Linked DNA regions of Oryctolagus cuniculus: regions 1 and 2 are each linked to region 3. Evidence: chromatin contacts called from public Hi-C and Micro-C data. All regions are on one chromosome and are shown on one strand. Each heading gives the region's core, a stretch centred on a gene start, on an enhancer-like site or on the middle of the called end of the contact. The rest is flanking DNA. Distances are from core to core; before and after follow the strand shown.

Region 1 (4,204 bases), core at 238-2,737, 60 kb after region 3:
TCCCCGGGTTTGCTGCTGGTTCTTCCCGGGTTGGCTACTATCCCTTCCACCTCCGTGGAAGGGCAGTTCCCCCTGGCCGCATTCCCCACTTCCGCAGGGGAGCGGCACACCGCCGGCCGGGTCTCTCGGGGGCTGCACGGGTTCCCTTAGATGTTCCCCATAGATGTTCCCGGTGCATGCCGTCTCTCTCCTCCTTTATAGTCCTCCTCCGCCAATCCTAACTCGGCTGCCCACACACCGAGTACGCTGCTCTCCAATCAGGAGCAAGTCCTACAGTTTATTAGCTGAACTGGAGGCAGCTGTGCGGAAGCTGTTTACTTCTCTCCCAACGCCATGTTGTGGGAGAGCAGATGCATAGAATAAGTCTTAATTCCAGTAACTTAGTCTAGTCCGAGCTGCTCCCCACAGAGGAGAGCAGATGCATAGAATAAGTCTTAATTCCAGTAACTTAGTCTAGTCCGAGCTGCTCCCCACAATTCATCTTCAAATGCATAGAGATCTATTCCAAATAGGTGTTTTCCTTTCTGCTCAAAGAGCCTCTCCCAGCATCACAATCTGGGGTCGTATAGAAATGCCTGACCCACAGCCATGGAATCCTGCAGAACACAGCGTCAGACCAGGGGACCCACTTGTAACAAAGGAGGTACAGGGGTGGGCCGTGACCCTAGGATCTACTGGCCATATCTGTATCACACCATCTGGAAGAAGCTAGATGCAATAGAATGACTTTCCAAGGACAGCTAACACTCTGAAATGTGGGGTGCCGTTCTCCAGGATGAGGAACACACATTAAATCAGAGATGTTTCCCTCAGTACTGTGCCCCACAGAACGTGTGAGCCTGGGAGACAAGGGAGGGGAGCAGGAGTGGCCCCACCTAACTATTGTTCCCAAAGACCCACTGCAGACTTCGTGCTTCTCATCCCTGCAGCTCTGGGTTCTGCAGAGCTCGAGGTCCCGGCCTGCAGAGCGCACGCACCCTTGCCTTGGGACACTGCAGTAGAAGCTGCAGCTGCTGAAGAGTCATGATGGTGGCTGGGGTTGAGCCTGGGCAGAGGCAGAGGTGGAGCTGTGCTTACATATGGGAGTAGAGAATTTGTGTGGAACTTGTGTGGTTCAGTGGGGCATCTCCCGGGACTCCCTTGCTCACTGTACCTGTGTATGGGTATGTGTAGTAGCCCTGGTCTCAGAAGGGCACGACTGCCAGGCACACGGGCCCTCAGCAATGATGTCTGGGTCATAACACAAGGTAATCTACTGAGAGCTGCCAAGGCAACAGCCCAGGGGAGGGGATTTAGAAGGGACAGTGATGGAAGGGGAGAAGGCACAGTAGCTGTGTGCCTGAGACCAATGGCAGCCAGAGCTGGGCTGTGACCTCTCCTTCCTCTCATAAGTTTCCTCTTGGAAGCGAGGAGGCGCTGCTCCCTTGCTCCCCAGAGCTGGATGGAGAAGCAGATGTGTGCGAGGTCGGAGTAGCCAGGATACTGCGCTGCTCAGCTGTCCTGCTGGGAGCTGTTGACCCATGGCCCAGCTGCAGAACTTCCAGACCCACCCCCTCTCTCCCGGAGGTCACACTTCCTACCGGCTGCTCCCAGCCTGAGCAGGAGCAGGTCCTAATGCCCGCCACACCCACGAGAGGCAGGACTCCTTTGTGAGCACCTGTTTCTCATGAACCTACCACTCAAAGATTTCTTAGAACTGGGCTCAGCCTCGGTCTCTCCCAGCCAATCCCTGCTCCCCCTTCCTCGTCCTGGCTCTCCCTGCTCCCCCTGGTTCCCCGCCCTTCATCCTTCACAGAAACTCCCATAGTAAATTTCTCACCCATCTGATCCCGTTTTAGCTTTTGTTTCTTCGAGGACCCAAGCAAACACAGAGGTGTATCGTGACATCTTATTATTCTACTTTAAGACTCAGATTTTGGAAGGGATAACAATTCCATCAGAGTTTCTTAAGAAGTGTACATTTCATGGCCGGTGCCGCAGCTCACTAGGCTAATCCTCCGCCTTGCGGCGCCAGTACACCAGGTTCTAGTCCCGGTCGGGGCACCAGATTCTGTCCCGGTTGCCCCTCTTCCAGGCCAGCTCTCTGCTGTGGCCAGGGAGTGCAGTGGAGGATGGCCCAAGTGCTTGGGCCCTGCACCCCATGGGAGACCAGGATAAGCACCTGGCTCCTGGCTTCAGATCAGCGCGGTGTGCCGGCCGCAGCGCGCCGGCCACAGCAGCCATTGGAGGGTGAACCAACGGCAAAGGAAGACCTTTCTCTCTGTCTCTCTCTCACTATCCACTCTGCCTGTCAAAATAAATAAATAAAAAATAAAAATAAGAAGTGTACAGTACATTTCAGGCCGGCGCCGCGGCTCACTTGATTAATCCTCCACCTGTGGTTCTAGTCCCGGTTGGGGCACCAGATTCTGTCCTGGTTGCCCCTCTTCCAATCCAGCTCTCTGCTGTGGCCTGGAAAGGCAGTGGAGGATGGCCCAAGTCTTTGGGCCCTGAACCCACATGGAAGACCAGGAGGAAGCTCCTGGCTCCTGGCTTCGGATCAGTGCAGCACACTGGCCATAGCAGCCATATGGGGGGTGAACCAACGGAAGGAAGACCTTTCTGTCTCTGTCTCTCTCACTGTCTAATTCTGCCTGTCAAAAAAAAAAAAAAAGTGTACATTTCTTGTATAAAGCTTTAAGATCCAGACTTTTCAAGTACTCAATTCAGGTTTCATATCAAAATTCATATTTGTTCAACAAATATTAGCTGAGCCTCTACTATGTGCCAGGTACTGAGAGTACCATGGGGAAGGAGACCAAGTTCTGTGGGCAGAGTATATTTGCCTCCCTTCAGTTTATTCTCAACCAGTAATCTCACCAATCCCTTTAGAAGAGAAGCTTCAAGAAGTTCACGAAAATGGAATTAAAAAGTTAAGTTTATTTTGGTGCCAAACCTTTTGACATCCATGCATAATTTTTTAATAGCTTGTATTTTTCATGAACTCACTGAAGATCTGTGCATGGACTTCAAAGTTTTTGGCACCAAAATAAACATATTTTAATTCTATTTCCATGAACCTTTTTGATGAAAGACATTTATTTATTTATTTATTTAGATTTATTTATTTATTTGAAAGTCAGAGTTACACAGAGAGAGAAGGAGAAGCAGAGAGAGAGAGAGAGAGGTCTTCCATCTGCTGGTTCACTCCCCAACTGGCCACAATGGCCAGAGCTGCGCCGATCTGAAGCCAGGAGCCAGGAGCTTCTTCTGGGTCTCCCAGAAGGGACTCGGGCCATACTCTACTGCTTTCCTAGGCCATAGCAGAGAGCTGAATCTGAAGTGGAGCAGCTGGGACTAGAACCAGTGCCCATATGGGATGCTGGCACTGCAGATGGTGGCTTTACCCACTATCCCACAGTGCCAGCCGCAAGACATTTATTTATTTATTTGAAAGAGGGAGTGGTATAAAGAGAGAAAGAGAGAGAGAGATCCTACATCTTCCAGTTCACTACCCAAATGGATGCAATGGCTGAGGCTGGTCCAATCTGAAGCCAGGGGCCCAGAATATCATCCTGGTCTCCCACATGGGTGTCAAGGACGCAAGTACTTGGGCCATTGTCTGCTGCTTTCTCAGACAGAGTAGCAAGGAGTTGGGTTGGAAATGGAACAGTCAGCCCTCAAACCAGAGCTCCAATATTGGAAGCTGGTGTTGCAGGCAGCAGCTTAAATCACAGTGCCACAATGCCGCCCCCCACCCTGAACTTTTTAAAGTACCCTGTATTTGCCAGAATTCTGTACTTAACAAAGGCTTTTCAGCACAACCCATCTGCAGTTTGACACAGTGACCCTGAGTATCAGTTCCCATCACATTTAAACCAGAATAGTGGGAGTGGGCACTGGGCTTAGCAGTTAAGACAACTGCGTCTCATACTACAGTGCATGGGTTTGATATCTGGCTCCAGTTCCTGACTCCAGCTTCCTGCTAAGGTAGACCCTGGGAGGCAGCAGTGATGGCTCAAGTAATCAGGTTCCTGCCACCCACAGGGGAGACCAGGATTGAGTTCCTGGATTCCAGCCTCACTGTTTGCACCCATTTGGGGAGTGAATCAGTGGATGGATGCTCTCTGTGTGTCGCATTCTCTCTGCCCCTCAAAAAATCAAATAAATAAATAAATAAAATAAAGGGGACCAATCACCTAGAGAGGAGTGGGATGGTCACGAG
Region 2 (4,352 bases), core at 1,035-3,534, 51 kb before region 3:
GTACCTGGAAGACCCAGCTGGATTTCCAGGCTTCTGGCTTCAGCCTGGGCTGGCCCCAGCTGTTGCAGCCATTTGGAGAGTGACCCAGAGGATGGAAGTTCTCTTCTCTCTGTAACTCTGCCTTTCAAATAAATATATGTATTTTTTTAAGTAACCCTAATTTTATCTGTATATCACATTTGCTGTCTAGGAGGTTTCTGTCTTCAATTTAAAAGTCACCAAGGTATTGGGACAGAATTCTTGGAATCCTCTCCATTCATACACAGCTGAGCCCTCCTCCAACCTTTGGACAATCATTGCATTTCTAGTTTTTGTTGAGCAAGCCTGGCATCTTAAAACAACAACAATCCTGCAGTACCACCACCAGTAAAAGCATACCTTAAGGAAGCCCTAGGCAAATAGACTTGTAATATGTTATAGGTGAGTGAGTGCATTGTGCAGAAACAGGTATTTCTTTTCTCTTATTGTCTACTTAGCAGAATCTGCATTCACTGGGGGATTATTAATACATCTAAGCCATACCTTTTGAAGTTGATGATTATCTCTTTGTCCCAAAAGCTACTTGTTAAACAGCAAGAGAACAGCACAGGGGATGCTAGGTAGGTATTTCAGATGACTTAACATCGGACTACAGAGGGAGGCATTACCATACATCATGACACTGCTCGGGTGCTTGGGGTTGAGTCCCACCTCCACTTCCAATCCAGCTTCCTGCTAATACACCTGGGAGGCAACAAACGACACATGTACTTGGGCCCCTGCCACCCCCCTGTAGGATACCTGGATGGAGTTTATGGCTCTAGGCTAAACCTGATCCAGCTCTAGCTGTTGCAGGCATTTGGTGAATGAACCAGCAGATGGAAGATTCTCTCGCTTGCTTGCTTGCTTGCTCCCCAATCTGTCACTCTGCTTTTCAAATACACTTAAAAAAATGGACTGCAAAAATAGAACCAGACAGCAACCTTATAAGGATGGAGAACTGCACTAGCCTCTGAAATGCACTTGTAAGAAAGCAAAGAGAAAAATCAAAGTGTCCCGCCGACACCAGTACACCCTGGCAGCCTCCCCTCACACCACTGGACCACCCTAACCGCCAGCTTGACTCTCCCCAGGAGCACTGCATACATTCTCCTCGCTGCTCAGTACCTGGTGAGCCCCAGGATCCAAAGGCCCACTCTTCCAGGGAGTGTCCTAACTCAGTTACCTCCCTACTCTCGAGAACCCCTCTGCTCGCCCATCACCTTCCGGGGTCTGCTTTCCCTGGGTGTACCTTTCACTCCCAGAATGCTGGACTGGCACTGCGTGGTGCTGGATGCAGAGGAGGGCTCCGTCCCTAGTCAACTGATTCTAATCTCGTCCTGGAGCCAGGCTCGAAGACCGCATTTGCAATCCATCCTCCTTTGAATAACTTAGCAATCAGCATGAAATGCCCCCACTCATTTCTCCAAGCTGAATGAATCCGCAGAAGCATACAAAAGGCCTTTATAATATCACACATAAAGTTTTAGACGCTTCTGTTATCCATCTGCACCATCAAAGAACCAGAGTCCTTCAAAGCGCGGCCCTCACACACCCGGGACAGGGAAAGCAGGCACAGAGCCAGCATGTTAATAAGATTAATTGGAGTCATGATGCACATTCAAAGAGCCTCATCTGGGCCTTCCATGACCTCACTTTTTAAAGCCCCTGGTACCGCTCTGCCATACCCTATATGGTTGTACTTTTAAAACCGGGTCGTGTGCCAATAGTCAAACAGCCACTCATTTGTTTGGAGCCAGAAAACAAACTTGGAGGTGGACCCAACTCCCCAGAGTGCCCCAGCTTGAAGTCCCAAGCTCATGGCATGCCAGATGACACTCGGATTTAGAAACCCTGGTTTGACTGTTTTCAAAGAGAGTCACGGTTAAGGGACAACTCATTTCTGAAAGGTGATAGACTTCACAACTGGCTGAACTTTCTACAGAGCCGAGGTGAGCCAGGTCAGAGAGGAAAAGATGCAAATGTAGGTTTTTCATAAAAAAAAATGTGGTCACCTGGTGCTCCACAGCCCTCCTGTGGTGCCTGGCAGGGCAGAAGCTGGTGTGTCTGTGCGCACATCCTGAGATTTTTTAGAAGTAGGTAGGTCCTCAAGGATTCCATTTCCTGCTTATTAGAGAGCACTGGCCTATGTGGTCCCCTGCAGCAGTAAGTTTTCTAATATTTCCCATCATCTGCGACACGACCCTAATCAAGTACCTACGTACAGAATTGGGGGTCAGTGCTGTGGCCTGCAGTGCCAGCATCCCATCCACCTCCCTGGGGAAACATTGGAGGACGGCCCAAGTCTTTGGGCCCCTGCACCCACAGGGGAGATCCAGAGGCTTCTGGCTTCGGCCTAGCCTAGCCCCAGTTGTTGTAGCCATTTGGTCAGTGAACCAGTGGGTGGAAGATCTCCTCTCTTTCTCTCTCTCTCTCTCCTCTAACTCTGCCTTTCAAATAAATAAATAAAACTTCTTAAAAAAAATACTTACAGAATTAAGTCCACTGCTGAGCAGGGACATTAACTGGAAAAATTCGTAAGAGAGAACACTGAGAAGTCAGCAGGGAAGTAAGACTGACAAAATAAGGCCGGGTGGTGACACAACACCCACCCAAAATCTCAGTGTTCAAGGCTCCAAGGGCCACCCAGCAGCCACCCATTTCCTTTGGCTAAGGGCAATTACAAACTACTGCTGCGGAGCCACAACCCACTAACTCAGGTTAGCCCTGGTGCGATGTTAGCAAGGTCAGAGTTCGGAGGTCAAATCTCACCACGCCACATCCCTTAAGCCCTGGTGATAAGGGGAGCTTCCGGAGAGAGGAAATGAACAGGCTCCTGTGGAGCAGAGCCAGACAGGAAGCAAGAAGGGCCGCCGCAGCCGCGGAGGCGGCAGGTGGAGCCCATGTGCCAACAGCAGTCAGGGCACTCAGCTCCACCAACAGCAGGAACCTGAGAATCAAGGGCAGAGGTCTGCAAACAAACCAAGGAACCACGTGACGGTTCACCGGAAGGGACAACAGAGTCGAAAGAAAAATCACGATTCTGCACACCAGCACCCTAAAAAATATTATCTGAAGCAAGCGTATCCAAAAAGACAGCTGTTGTCTTTCTCCTCACCAATTATTCAAGTCTGGCTGCCATCACATAATAAAAGGAGATTTAAAAGCCTGTGTTTTCAGGCAACAGAATCAAAATGTGGATGACAACACCACGTATGGGTTGACAGTGATGGTGTCCAGAGAGAAAGTTATACGGAACTGCATTAAAGCCTGGGTTTGTGACTCTTCAGTTCTTACTGCAGCCTCACGAATGCACCAGTCCAACGCGTTTATACACGCCTGGCTCCCTCTCCTACCATCTGACATACAGAGGCAGCACCACAAGTATGGAGAGAATCTACACCAAGACTGCAACCAAATCCCAGATAGGGGCGGGGGCGGGGGGGGGGGGGGCAAGCAGTTGCCCTTGAGAATCTCATCCCCAGGAGAAGCATGTCCCAGGCAGCAGGCCATACCCCTAATGACCCTGGGACTGGCTACCACTTGTACCTGCGTTCTGCAGAAAGGAAGGCGGAGGTTTGGAGAATGAATTTGCAGAATACGTGGCTGGCAGCGGAAGAGCTGAGTGAGGTCTGGACCACGTCTGTCTGATTCATAGCCAACAAAGCCAAGCAAGGCGCAGAAAGGAGGCCAGATCTGTTCGTGGGGACTCAGAGCACGCTCACAGACCACAGAGCTTACCCACCTCTGGTTTTCAGTCTGAATTCCAGAGGGTGGTGGGGTAAGAATGCAACTCACAAATTAACTAGCAAAATCTGGCCGGGAGCATAGAGACTTTTAAAATCAGCATTTCCAGCATTAGAGAAATGGCTGAAGAAAGTCCCATCCCAAGGCAGAGCATTCAGAGGCTGTTAATGAGGAACTTACAAAACATTTTTTACATGGAAAGACACAAGAACCAGGAGAAACTGTATACGCAGTATGCCAAAATATGCTTAAATGTTAGTAGTGAGATCTGGGATGGTTTTCCCTCCTTTTTTTTCTCTTTCTGTAACAATCTTCAAAACCATCTCCAGAATGTATGAATGGGGGAGGGGACAGGCTTTCACATATAAAAAAATAAAACAGCTTCAGAAACACAAACACAAAGCCAGCCTGTACTTGGCCAACACAATCACTTTGATGTGCCGACTGCCCTCACCGGGCACACACTGGGCAAGGCTGCCAGGTTTCCAAGTGCACTGAGAGATCAACATACAGAAGTTGCTAGAGTGCAAAGGAAGCCTGGGGAGAGAGAAGCCACTGTGACCTGCGAAATAAACAGGCCTCTCTAG
Region 3 (4,133 bases), core at 1,133-3,632:
GTAGCCCTAGGTGATAGCAATGTTCTACGTTAATGAGTGCTTTGCAGTGCATACACTAAATAAAACAGGAATGATCCAGAGATGATTAGCATGGTCCCTGGGCAAGGATGACAAGCAAATCTGTAAAGTGTTCTGTAATTCCTGGAAAAGGAAGAAAGGATAAAAATAAATAATAAAAAAAAATGCTTTGCTCCGTACATTTTACTTCCTTACTTTGAAAATCTTCCCAGGAATTTAAAAGTCACGTCTATCAACAAACCAAGCCGCCCACTGTTCTGTTCAGAGTCAGAACACCTTCCCCTCCTGGCCTGGGAGCCTACACCTCACTCAGTACCTCCCACGGGTTATGGCAGCGAACAGATGCAGGCAATAAAGCCTCGGGATACCCATATCAAGCTCTTCAAGCAATAAACTGTCTTGCTGTCTTGATCTGCAGCACAATCTTTCACAATACATGTCACACTGCATACTAAATGAGCAGCACCGTATGAATACTGCATGTTGACCATATCCATCAGTGCGCGTAACACAGAAACGCTTTGCGTGTATAAACCTAGGGGAGATGCTGTCCTTGCTTTTTAAAGCACCAGGGGATTTTCACGCCATGCCACGGAAATATTTCTCAGCCCTTGGGAGGGGGGGATCCAGGCCTGGAGAACCCAAGAACCCAGTTCGTTTCCTGGGGCACGACCAGCTCCTTGCGACACGTCAAACGGTCACAGCAACTAAGTGGAAACAGAAAACAGCAAGCGGAGAAGGGAAAGAAAGAGGAGGCCAAGGGGGTTTAAAAAAAAAAAAGTGAAAAAGCCCAAGCAGTCGCAAGGAGATGGGAGCGCGCGCGGAGGGGGGGGGGGGTTACTTCTGACTTCCAAACTCGTGTCAGTAGCACGCGCCCTAGTGAAAAGAGGTCACTCAGCGTCCAGGGAGGAACAATAGACGCGGGACAGGCGACAAGGGCGCCCCGGGATTAAGTGTCGCCGCTGAATGAGGGCACTCAGGGCACTCGGCTGCACGCTGGCCCTCCCCCGAGCCCCTCTCTCCTCCCCTCCGGCTTCGGATCTGGCATTTAAGCCGCCGCAAAGACTAGAACTTCCCGATCTTGGAAGGAAATCTGACCTCACAAAGTCGTTAAATAAACTTTTAAAAGTCTGGCCAGGACTACCCCCCCCATCCCCTCGCCCTACTCCACCCCCACCAACACACACACACACACACACACACACACACACACACACACACACACACACACACACACACACACACACCTACCTCATCCTCGGGCCCCTGAGCAATTTTTCCTGCTTCTACCCAGTCGACCAAGAGCAGCAAAGGCGGATCGGAGCGCCACACTGGCCAGGTCCCGCCGAAGCGCCCCGCTGCGGGAAGGCCTCCCGCGCACACGGCGGCCAAACTGGCACAAGTTCCCCTCCCCTCGCTTCCCAAGTCAGGCTTCCCACGGCGCGCTTCCTCCAAAAAAGGAAGAAACCGGCCAAAAGCTTCGCCGTGCCCTCGACGATTTACCTAGCGCCACAGTTTGTTTGCCAAACAGTCGAGACACCTATAAACTTGACTTTACAGGAAACGCACACCCTCCAATCCCGCAACCGACAGCGGGCCGGCGCCCTCAGGCCCTGGCCCCCTCCCCCACCAGCGTGCCCCGACCCGGAGGAGGCGGGGGCCAGGTCACCGCGGCCACCTCAGGCGACCACAAGGTTCTCCCAAGCCACCCGGGGGGGGAGGGCACAGGCCACGGGGCGGACCATCAGGGAGCCTCTGCGAGGGGACCGGACCGCTGACCCGGCCGGGGCGCGAAGGGGGACCCCTCCCGGCTCTCGGAACCCCAGGCGGGGCCATCTGGCGCGGAAGGCGGCGGCAGCAGCAGCCGGCCCTCGGCCTCGCCCGCTTCCTTATCCTGCCCCGGCCTCGGGCGACCCACGCCCACAGGCAGCACAGGCTCCCAGCATGACCCCGAGACCCTCGCCCCCCCCAAAGCAGGGGCCGCGTCTTCGCCACCCCCCCTCCTTCCCGGCGAGCATCCGCCGCGCGCCCCGCCGGAGACACGTGGAGTAGGAGCTGGGGGCGCCGTCTGCAGCGCCCGCCGCGCAAGCCACTCACTTGCTGGCCCGCGCGGGGCTTGCCCTGCGGCGCTCTCCGGAAGAAGGAGGTCCTGGCGGTGAAGAAGAAGTCCTCGGCGTCCTCCTCCAGGCTGCTGTAGCCGCTGCTCATGCTGCTGGTCCCGGGGCGCAGGCGGCCACGCAGCGGGTGCCGCGCCCGCCCGCCCCGCGAGGTTCCCGGCGCGCGGCCCCGAGCCGCCGGCGGGCCGTCCTGCTGCAGCTGCGGCCGCCGCTCCACCAGCCAGCCAGCCGTCCGGGCCCCTCCCGCCGCCGCCTGCCCGCCCGGCTCCCGGCGCGGCCCCGCCTCCTGAGGCCCCGCCCTGCCGGGGGCTGTCCCGGCCGGGCCCCGCCCCGCGCGGCCGCAGGTGGGAGGGGCCCGGCCCGCCACCTCCGGGCGCGTGGAACCCGGAAAGCCCCCTTCGGAGCTGGGCTGCGGGGCGCCACCCCGGCCTCCCGGAAACCGCAGAGGCCTCCGCCCGCCCTCCTCTCGGCTCGCGGCAGTTTCGGGGTGGGGGGCAGAGCAGGGGGCTTTCTCCGCGGTCCGGGGTCCTGCTGCGGGGCCGCGGGGTGGAAGGGTTGCCCGGCCTAGGGGAGGAACCCGATCCTCGCGGACGCCCTGCAGCAGCCACAGCGCCAGGCCCTCGACCCCGGCAGTGAGCGGACAAGGGACAGGAGGGGATGAAAACGTGCTTTCTGGGCACTCCCCAGCTTTTGGGTCTCACCATGACCCCCTTCTCTCTAGCAAGGGCCATTCCCACAGGACGACGGCCGAGATCGCCATGAGCTTAGAGCCCGCTGGGTGCCCAGGGGACTGGACTAGTTCCATAGTAAGCACTCGAGTTCCTTTAGTTAAACGTGCTTTGTAAATGTCCCCTTCCTCGGAAGGCCTGGTTTAAATGGTGGGGGTAAAGTGATCAGGGAGTTTTGTTCGCCAAGCACGAAAAGAAAAAAGTTTCCATAGTTTATAAAGTCCTTCCCCTCAGCTAATCCACTTTTTAAATGCAAGGGTTTTTGGTGTTTTTTTTTTTTTTCCTCAGGCTGCCAGAGCACCACCAGTCTTTTGCACTTTGGTGTTTCTGAAGCTGCAGCACTGCTGTACTAAGCAGAGCTTGCCTAAGGAGGGGAAGAGAGGGGCTAAACAGGACAAAGCGTTCTCCCTTTATAGCCAGACCTTCTCGCAGGATCTCCTTTCTTCGACCAAACTACTCCGTAAGGTGCTTAGTGCTGTTGTAGCATCGCCCTTGAGGCTTGGAGAGAGGAGGGTGGGGAGCTGGTGGCACTGCTGGGACCGCTCTGGGTGGGCTGCTCTGTTCACATATCCTCCTGGGCTCTCAGCCAGGTCTCTGCAGAGCACTGGGAGGCACAGTGGGACCCGAGGAGACACGGAGAATGGCGCATGTGCCATCCTATACCCAGGCAGAAAGAAGCCTTGCCGAAGTCTCTCGCTTCAGGCTTAGGCGTCCAGCTTGCAAAATGATTCGCAACTCCAGAAGGTGGACTTAGACCACAGCCTATTGTAAACATTTTGCAGCTTTAAAGGCCACCAGCCAGCTACCGAATGATTAGAAACCAGCAATTCTAACCGCGGGGTGCTTTGCCCTGTGTGTGCTGTACACGTAACCCAGTGTAAGGGGATGGGATGATTTGCTTACTGCAAAGAGTGTTTTCAATTTGATTTCCATTATTTCATGATTCAAATGCTACCATTCATTAACACAGTCCTCGCTAATTTAGAACTAATGTGTGTATTAAAGGATTTAAATAACTTGTTTTACTGTAGATAGAAAAGGGAAATCAGTTCACCCAGAACAAACTATTTTAAAGTTTCGGCATACTTCCGGAGAAGATATTAAAGGGAAAAAGACACTAAAGTGCTTTATCCACCACCACACCATAAAAAATGACTTTTATCACATGATTTTTAAGTTCCAAAGGACTGAATTAATTTTTATATCCATGAGCACACCATCAGAATCAGTTATAGAAAAAAAGCAGGACTGAATCACGAAGAAAAAGTAC

What was found. Hi-C and Micro-C count contacts between places; a contact is called where the count stands out from the background.
Region 1: a Hi-C map of skin fibroblasts shows a contact between it and region 3, with 1.7 times the contacts expected there. The contact joins the enhancer-like site here to the promoter of RASSF3 in region 3. A contact is called at or near these places in 3 of 6 Hi-C or Micro-C datasets (ear pinna, skin fibroblasts and an unstated tissue).
Region 2: a Micro-C map of ear pinna shows a contact between it and region 3, with 2.3 times the contacts expected there. The contact joins the enhancer-like site here to the promoter of RASSF3 in region 3. A contact is called at or near these places in 3 of 6 Hi-C or Micro-C datasets (ear pinna, psoas muscle and an unstated tissue).

What each region holds. Positions count from the first base shown.
Region 1 is chr11:66,714,219-66,718,422 of mOryCun1.1, reverse strand. No RefSeq gene overlaps it. Among named protein-coding and RNA genes, the nearest start is that of RASSF3, 60 kb to the left of the region's middle. Within about 2 kb of position 1,487, at least 2 of the 8 cell types and tissues checked have an H3K27ac peak or open chromatin away from gene starts, as enhancers often do.
Region 2 is chr11:66,825,658-66,830,009 of mOryCun1.1, reverse strand. The region is part of intron 1 of RASSF3 (Ras association domain family member 3); the gene reads right to left. Among named protein-coding and RNA genes, the nearest start is that of RASSF3, 51 kb to the right of the region's middle. Within about 2 kb of position 2,284, at least 4 of the 8 cell types and tissues checked have an H3K27ac peak or open chromatin away from gene starts, as enhancers often do. A contact at or near this core is called in ear pinna, where this site is marked.
Region 3 is chr11:66,774,853-66,778,985 of mOryCun1.1, reverse strand. RASSF3 (Ras association domain family member 3) reads right to left here and starts at 2,382. Exons shown (of 5, transcript XM_051845645.2): 1 at 2,116-2,382. The coding sequence starts at 2,226. LOC127491198 (U6 spliceosomal RNA) reads left to right here and starts at 37; the gene lies at 37-142.